Regions from separate parts of the Mus musculus genome. Here region 2 is linked to region 1. The links are chromatin contacts, called in public HiChIP or PLAC-seq maps. All regions are on one chromosome and are shown on one strand. Each heading gives the region's core, a stretch centred on a gene start, on an enhancer-like site or on the middle of the called end of the contact. The rest is flanking DNA. Distances are from core to core; before and after follow the strand shown.

Evidence for each region. HiChIP or PLAC-seq counts read pairs in DNA pulled down with a chosen protein or histone mark.
Region 2: a contact with region 1 is called in a FOXA1 HiChIP or PLAC-seq map of pancreatic cancer cells. The contact joins two enhancer-like sites. A contact is called at or near these places in 1 of 484 Hi-C or Micro-C datasets (colorectal tumor organoids), 2 of 115 datasets of contacts at active chromatin or transcription factors (embryonic basal ganglia and pancreatic cancer cells) and 1 of 9 other capture datasets (adipose tissue).

The regions. Positions count from the first base shown.
Region 1 is chr1:72,474,635-72,478,391 of GRCm38.p6, forward strand. All of the region lies in intron 1 of Marchf4 (membrane associated ring-CH-type finger 4), which reads right to left. Among named protein-coding and RNA genes, the nearest start is that of Marchf4, 61 kb to the right of the region's middle. Within about 2 kb of position 2,132, at least 3 of the 459 cell types and tissues checked have an H3K27ac peak or open chromatin away from gene starts, as enhancers often do. A contact at or near this core is called in pancreatic cancer cells, where this site is marked.
Region 2 is chr1:72,597,980-72,601,736 of GRCm38.p6, forward strand. Smarcal1 (SWI/SNF related matrix associated, actin dependent regulator of chromatin, subfamily a-like 1) reads left to right here. Exons shown (of 17, transcript NM_018817.2): 8 at 792-950; 9 at 3,390-3,455. Among named protein-coding and RNA genes, the nearest start is that of Smarcal1, 17 kb to the left of the region's middle. Within about 2 kb of position 1,777, at least 54 of the 459 cell types and tissues checked have an H3K27ac peak or open chromatin away from gene starts, as enhancers often do. A contact at or near this core is called in pancreatic cancer cells, where this site is marked.

The DNA.
Region 1 (3,757 bases), core at 882-3,381:
GAGGGGAGACGCGGGGTCATCTGCCCAGTGCCATGCAGCAGCTACAAGACAGATGAGAGCTGAAAGCTAGTCTCTACGTGTTAATAGTTGGTGGCTTCCCCCCATCCCTTACTTGAAAATCCTGGCTTCATTCAAAAATATGTTGTGTTTATTGGCTTCACACACACCTCTGACATCTATAAATAATTTCACTTTGCTCTTGCCTACCTTCTGTTTTCTCTCTCTCTCTCTCTCTCTCTCTCTCTCTCTCTCTCTCTCTCTCATGAGTGACTGCCAGTATGAACAGGATTCAACCCCACCCTGGAATAGGGGAGCAAGCAGCTGCCTCTTAGGAGCCCCAGCCTAACCCTGCTCTTCCTACTGCCCCCAGCAGTTTGCCTAGGCACAGAGAGGGGAGTGCAGACCGGGCCTGGATTGTTTAGTCAGGAGAAGTTGTCTTTTCAATGAAGCACAACCAGTTTACTTTTTGTGAATCTTATGAAAGACTATCAGCGTATGACACAAATAAAGAAACCTGCTTTGTGTATGAAGGTGGGCGGCTTCTAGATCCCCATCGCTTGGCCCCTCCAAGCACACAGAGCAGTCTCTGGGGTGACACTATTCTATAACAGGTTGAAAGGCTAGGACCGTGTGCCCATGCATGCAGGCATGCATCATGCATGCGACCCCTCATCCATTCATTCTTGAAGGACTTAGTGTATACTGTGTGCCAGGTACCAGTTATGTGCCTGGGGTATTATGGTCCCTGCTACTATACAGTAGGAGGAATAGATGCTTGTGATGCAATCACACCCTGGGGTTATAGGCATATGTCCCATGCCCAGCTTTTTACATGAGCATGGGGATCTGAACTCAAGTTCTAATGCTTGAGTGGCGAGTATTTGATTAACTGAGCCATCCCTCTAGATCCTAACAACTCTTCTGAATTTCAGTGGCTAAAAACCACATTCATCTCATAATCCTGTAGGTTAGACATGTGGGCACCTGCTCCTTGGGGCATTGACTGAGGTCACTGGGTAGTATCCAGTTGACAGGTGAGCTGACCTGGAAAATTCAAGCTGACTCGGCTCCTACACCTGGTGTCTTAAGAAGGATGGCAGGAAGACTGGGGGCAGCTGAGGCCTTGGCACTCACGTGACTGTCCTGTGCTATCTACAGTAGCTGCACCCAGGACATAGTGACTCAGTGCTCACAAGGATTGTGTTCTAAGAAACCAGAAAATCATTACAGTGCCATTTGTACTTCATGCTACTGCTCAAGTGATCATGAAACTCGACTAGATCTGAGAAGAGGGAATGTTGACCTGTCTATCGGAGGAAGAGGCATCTTTAATCTATCCTAGGAGACAGGGGATTAGAAGACAGCCAGTGTAAATAGAGGAGGGAGAGAGAGAGAGAGAGAGAGAGAGAGAGAGAGAGAGAGAGAGAGAGACAGAGACAGAGACAGAGACAGACAGAGAGAGAGAGACAGAGAGAGAGAAGGAGGAGGAAGAGGAAGAGGAGGAGGAGGAGGAGGAGGAGGAGGAGGGAGGAAGGAAGGGTAGCGAACAGTGTTGGAAGAGGCTAAAGAAAGGCTAAGGACTAGACCTCAGGCCACAACAGGGAGCTTTACTGCCCAGACAGGACCACGTACATCCATGTGGGTTATACATAGTGCAAGTCTGGGGGTACTGGGTACTTGTAGGTTATGTGAGTGAGACCCTTCAGATTGTGTAATACCTCAACTGTGAGTGGCCATGTGGACCAGAAACCATAAGAGACAACCAAAAAAAGACTTTGCCCCCATCAGAGCTTCTCTGTCCCATAGCATCAGACACGCAGGTTGCTACTTGAAATAAGACTTGTTGTAAAGTTTAGATTGTGGGTGTCTGCAACTTACCTAGAGATAGAGCCAAAGGTCTCAGTTACTTCATTGGCGTATCTTGTCCAAAAATTCTGTCTGGCCAGTGGCAAAGCCACCAGGTCTTGCCTACTCTAATATTCTTCAGCTGTCATGGCTTTCCTTGTCTGTCTCAATTTATCTCCTGGACTTGCCATTTCATACCCACTTCTGACTCCAACTCAACTCCTTGGCACTGGGCAGGTTCCTCCTGTTGACTTTTCCATTGGGCCTCAAAGATTACATTTGCTCTCCTTGTCTGACTCTAGCCTGACTCAGGCTTGACCTGTCACCCTCTCACTGTGCCTTTGTTGAGCAGGGCATGGCTATCCGTGGGTCCTGGATATCATACACAGAAGTTATGGGTCACTAGTGTCGCAGTCACAGTGTAGAACTCCAGTCCCTGCTGTATGAGTATATCCTAGTATAGTGTCCACTGCTATTTTGTTTTGTTGTGATGTTGAGACAGGATCTTGCTATGTGGCAAGCACAGGCTGGTCTTGAATTTACCAAGCAACTGGCCTCAAATTTGCTTTCTTCCCACCTCAACTTCCCAAGCTCTGGGGTTATACACCTAACTCATCTTCACTATTGATAGCCTCAGGAATGTTTTCTGGTATGGGGGGGGGGGTGAAAAAGATGGTTCTCTAGAGAAAAGAAGCAAGGCTGCCCTCACTGCCTGATGACTGATGACAGTGCCAACCCTCCCAGTACCCATCCTCTTAGCCAGCTGTCTCTTCTCCGTTAGAAATAACCAGCATCTTAGACAAGGGCCCCTCAATGAAACTTAGATTATGTTCCAAGTGTGGCCCAGCTCTTAAGGTTGGAAATTCTAACCCTTGACAGTTGAGACTTTCGGGTTGACCTAAGAATGGAATTACAATCCTCTAAGGAGCCCTACCAGAATTTTCCTTTCTCTCTCCTAACCCTAGGAGTTTACCTGGAGCAAATATGTCTGGGGCTGTGGATGGCTTGGTCAGGAAAGTGCTTGTCATTCAAGCCGAGTGTCTGGGACAAGGGACTGAGGTGCATATTTTACATATCAAAGTAGACCTGGCTTCTAGGTTCTCCTAGCTTTGCTCAATCCCTACCCCCAGTTCCCAATCTCTGCCCCCAGTTCTGAACTTTCCAGCCCAGAGTCTAGGCTGCCCTTCCCCCAAAGGCTCTTCCCTATATAATCCAAACGTTTTGGTTCCCCCTTCACCCCACCCTTCTCTCTCTCACTTCCCCCTCTCCTCTCTCCCTTCCCATGGCAACTTCCCTGGCTTCCTTCCTTGGAGCCAATAACTAGACTAGAGCTAGTAACTAATCCTCATTTAGCTTTAGCAGTCATGAAGAGCATGGATTTCCTCTGGATTTCGATCCCAGCACTGCTCATGACAAGCTATGCAATATTTCTTCTTCTTCTTTTTTTTTAAAATATTAATTTTTAATTAGGTATTTTCTTCATTTACATTTCAAATGCTATCCCAAAAGTCCCCCAGACCTTCCCCCCAACAACTCCCCTACCCTTCCACTCACACTTCTTGGCCCTGGCATTCCCCTGTACTGAGGCATATAAAGTTTGCAAGACCAAGGGGCCTCTCTTCCCAATGATGGCCGATTAGTCCATCTTCTGCTACATATGCAGCTAGAGACACGAGCTCCGGGGGTACTGGTTAGTTCATATTGTTGTTCCACCTATAGGGTTGTAGACCACTTCAGCTCCTTGGGTTCTTTCTCTAGCTCCTCCATTGGGGGCCCTGTGTTCCATCCAATAGCTGACTGTGAGCATCCACTTCTGTACAATATTTCTTCTGTCCGTGTCACTGAGCTTCTCAGTTCTTCATCATCCTTAGCAGTAATAGGAACAGTACCTATGTTACATGTCATGGTCAAA
Region 2 (3,757 bases), core at 527-3,026, 120 kb after region 1:
TTTAGACCACCTAATAGATGGAGGCCCGATGTGAACCTTGAATAATTAAATCCCTCTAAGCAAACCCAGTGAAGGAAGGCCCAGCTCATTCCCAGAGCTTGTGGCTTTGTGCTGCTGGTGTGGTGCCAGTCTCCTTACAGGTTAATTAAGCTCTTCCTAAGGTCCCAGAGTCATGGTACAGAGGATGCACCACAGCCTGCTGCTGGTAAGGTCTGGATCCTGCCACTACCTGTGGAAAGTGTCATCATGCATCTGTAGGGGCTAGATTTCCCTCGGAAAGTCCAAAAGAGTCAGGCCACTGCTCATAACCAGAGAAGTGATGTCAGGACATGGCACATGCAAGCAAAGGGAAGGGGACACCTAAGTGCTGGGGCTTCCGTGTGGAGACACCCAGTGGCCTTCCTAAGGCTCCTAGATACCTGGTTTATTGAGTGATCCATTGTGGGGGACAGCGGGGGGGGGGGGGGGGTTGAAGAAAACAGTGACATAAATGTTTTCATTGTGCCCAGGAAGCACAGTTTTCTTGGAAGAGCTACATTCTTCTCCAACAGGACCATCTAGAGATCACAGAGGGGAAGGCACAGGCATGGGAAGGCCTGCTCATGGGAGAGTCCTGTCGGGAAATTAAAGGGTGGGCTAAAGGCAGACAGAGGTGACCAGAGTGTGTTAGATGCAGGAGGCTGTGAAGAGGAACTGTGTCTTCAGGGAAGGTTAAACTTGCCCCAAATCCCACCCCCCAGTGTTGATGCCTTGGCTGGAATCACTGCTTTCTACTGTCCTTTCCCCTGCAGGCCTTTCTTCGGTGGCTTCCATCTCTTAGCCCAGAGAACATCAACGTGGTGGTGACCGGGAAGGGCCGCCTAACAGCTGGCTTGGTCAATATTGTCAGCTTTGACCTCCTTTGCAAGTTGGAGAGGCAGCTAAAAACCCCTTTCAAAGTCGTCATTATTGTGAGTAATGGCATAGCCCTGAAGTACTTTGTTTGTCTAGACACTCGGAAGGGCTCCACAGATTTGGGAATTTGTGTCCTCCTTGGTCCTCTTTGGGCTTTGCGGAGAGAGGGCAATAGAAATCGCTGCCTTTCTTTTATAGAGAATGATTTTTTTATTCCCTTCCTGAAGCAGCCCTTAAGCCTATGTGCCAGACTTTCCTGAGGAGCGTTTTAAACAGGTGGGACGAGTCTGTTCAAAGGTTTCTAGTCCGCCCCTCCTGTATTGGCAGGCTAGGGATGGAGACCAGCATGTTGCACAGCAGACCATTCTAGGTCCCAGACTACAGCTGTGTCAGGAACAGTGTGTGCCTGCATTGGTACCGACTTGTCAGCACTGCGGAGCCATACAGTTCAGCAGTCAATGATTCTCTTCCAGCTGGTGTGAAGACACGCCCCCATCCCTGCTAAAAGGAAATCAGTTTTTACTTGAGTTGTTCTTAGAGATATCATCACCTGCCTCCAGAGCCGAAGGTGCTGCTTTCAGCCACTGGCTTTCTTTTTCATCTTTGCACACTTGATGAACATCTGGGGAGACTTGGTGGCCAGCCAGCTGTCAGTGTAGAGTATGTAAACATGGTTCTGAATACAAACACCACAGGAGCTCAGAGCAGAGAAGGAGACGTGATTGCAGACCCCAGGAGATGTGTAGTGTGTTCTGGACATGAGAACCACCCTGTGTTCCTTAGTGTGTGCAAACGAGAACACATACTTTATCAACGCTATTTTGGGAATCTGAGTCTGTGGGGGAGCCGTGTTGGGCTTGGCATGGATTCAAGTGTGGTTTTGAAAGGACGCCAGCATTCCAGTGAGGTGAAATATTAAACGAAACATCCCAGGATGGTCACAATGGCTCCGGGATGTGGGGACGGTGGTGGCTGCCTTTCCTGACTATGCCCCTGTCTCAGGTGTCCCACCTGCAGCCACTGCTCTCCCCTGTGGTCCCAGGCAGTGCCACCTCTAATTCACTCGAGCTGGCAGCGTGGGCACATCCGGCCTTGCCCCACAGTCATGTCGGCTGAAACTTTGTGGCCTCGAAATTGATGTGTTTCTGTTCCTGGCTCATCGCTCAGTCAGCCTTGAGGTGGAGGGCAAGCTGCTTGCCGCTAGTGTTACCTTGTCCTCAGATGAAGCAAACAGCTTGCCATCTTCTGGCTTCTCTGTAGCAAGGGACGAAGTGGCAGCTCTGAGAAGCACTTGTCACCGACGAGGCTTCTGCTCATGGTTGATGCTGGCAGGAGAACCTTTTTATCTGGGCTTAAAAGGGCCAATTCCCTTTCATGCCTGACACATTTTCTGCAACTTCTCTCTATAAATGGTGTTCTCATGACTTTCATGAGGGTTTACCATGAATCAGGATCATGAATGTAGTAGCCCCGGCGTCTGGGGGGTGCTATCTTGACAACTAGGGACAGGTCACCTCTCACTCTGTCTATTGTGTCTTTGAAGCCCCACACCCACCCCCTTTTAATCATAAAAAATGGAGCAGGTTGGGAGCTTATAGATTCTCGCCGGGACAGAGGTACCACCACTAGTGGCCCCTGGTCCAGGCAGTCCTCCTTAGGTGGCAGGATGGCTTTGAGGGCTGCCCCTGTGTTCGCTTATTTCAGACATGGCAAGCTGATATGCTTATATCCATTTTATCTGATAGCATGATATGTATTTTATAGGTAGAGAAGCTGGTACCATAGACAGGTCATTTAGTGGCTCAGAGTCAATTAGCAATGTGCCAACCTAAGATTTTCCCTTCTGGGAAGGAATATGTTCGTCATTCCTTTGTCTTTAGAAAATAAGGCACATTTTATGTTTGTTTATTTACAGAATGTACAACTATAAGTCCATCAAATGCTATATTTCTAGCACAGTGTCCCCCCAGAGGACAGGGATCAGTCTGTTTCTCCTTCTTCAGTTCCCACAGTGCTTTGTGTGCACGACTATGGTGGCATGATTGTCTGGTCTAATGCCAGTGTGTCTGCTGCCAGTGTGTCTGCAAAGGCTGAGGGCAGTGCCAGACCTCAGAACTTGACACCAGTTGAGAGCATGTAGGAGGTCTCCAGCACGCCTGACTAACGCCATGCAGTTGTGAGGCGTCTCCCACAGGGTGGCAAGGCACCTGTCAGGGGTTTGTCCACCTATGTACCCAGTGGGCAGATCGGGGCACATATTCACTAACCCCCTTTCCAGGTGGAAGACTGCCCTAGAGAAAGAGACAATATCTTATCCAGTGTATAATAAAGAACCTGCCCCAAGTCTGGGCCCTTCCCGAGTGTACTGGTCCATCACCTTGAACAGCTATAGGTCAAGGGAGGCAACCTCCTGGCAGATACCAAGCCAGGCTCAAGTCAGGTGGGCTGCTGTGGATCAAGGACTGCCCATTCACCCATGTGGTTGTCTGTTGCAGGATGAATCACACTTCCTCAAGAACATAAAGACTGCCCGCTGCCGAGCAGCTGTGCCTATCCTAAAGGTGAGTGTGGCCCAGAGGAGACTTAGGGCCCTAACACGACACTTGCTCAGACAGGAGGGGTATGCAGGCCAAACAGATGCCGCCACGCTGATGAGCTATGTGCAGTGTTGACACTGGGCATCTCTCCTTGGGCTATGTGCTTGTTGTATTCTGCCACGAATCCAGTCCACGTGAAGTCCTATTGAGAGTCCAGACTCAGATGGGAAGGGACCCTGAGTCTTCTCCTTGGCTTTCTGCCAGCACAAGAAGCCTGTGACAGTGTGTCACTAAACAGCTCAGGAGAAACTGCATCTCTTGTAGTA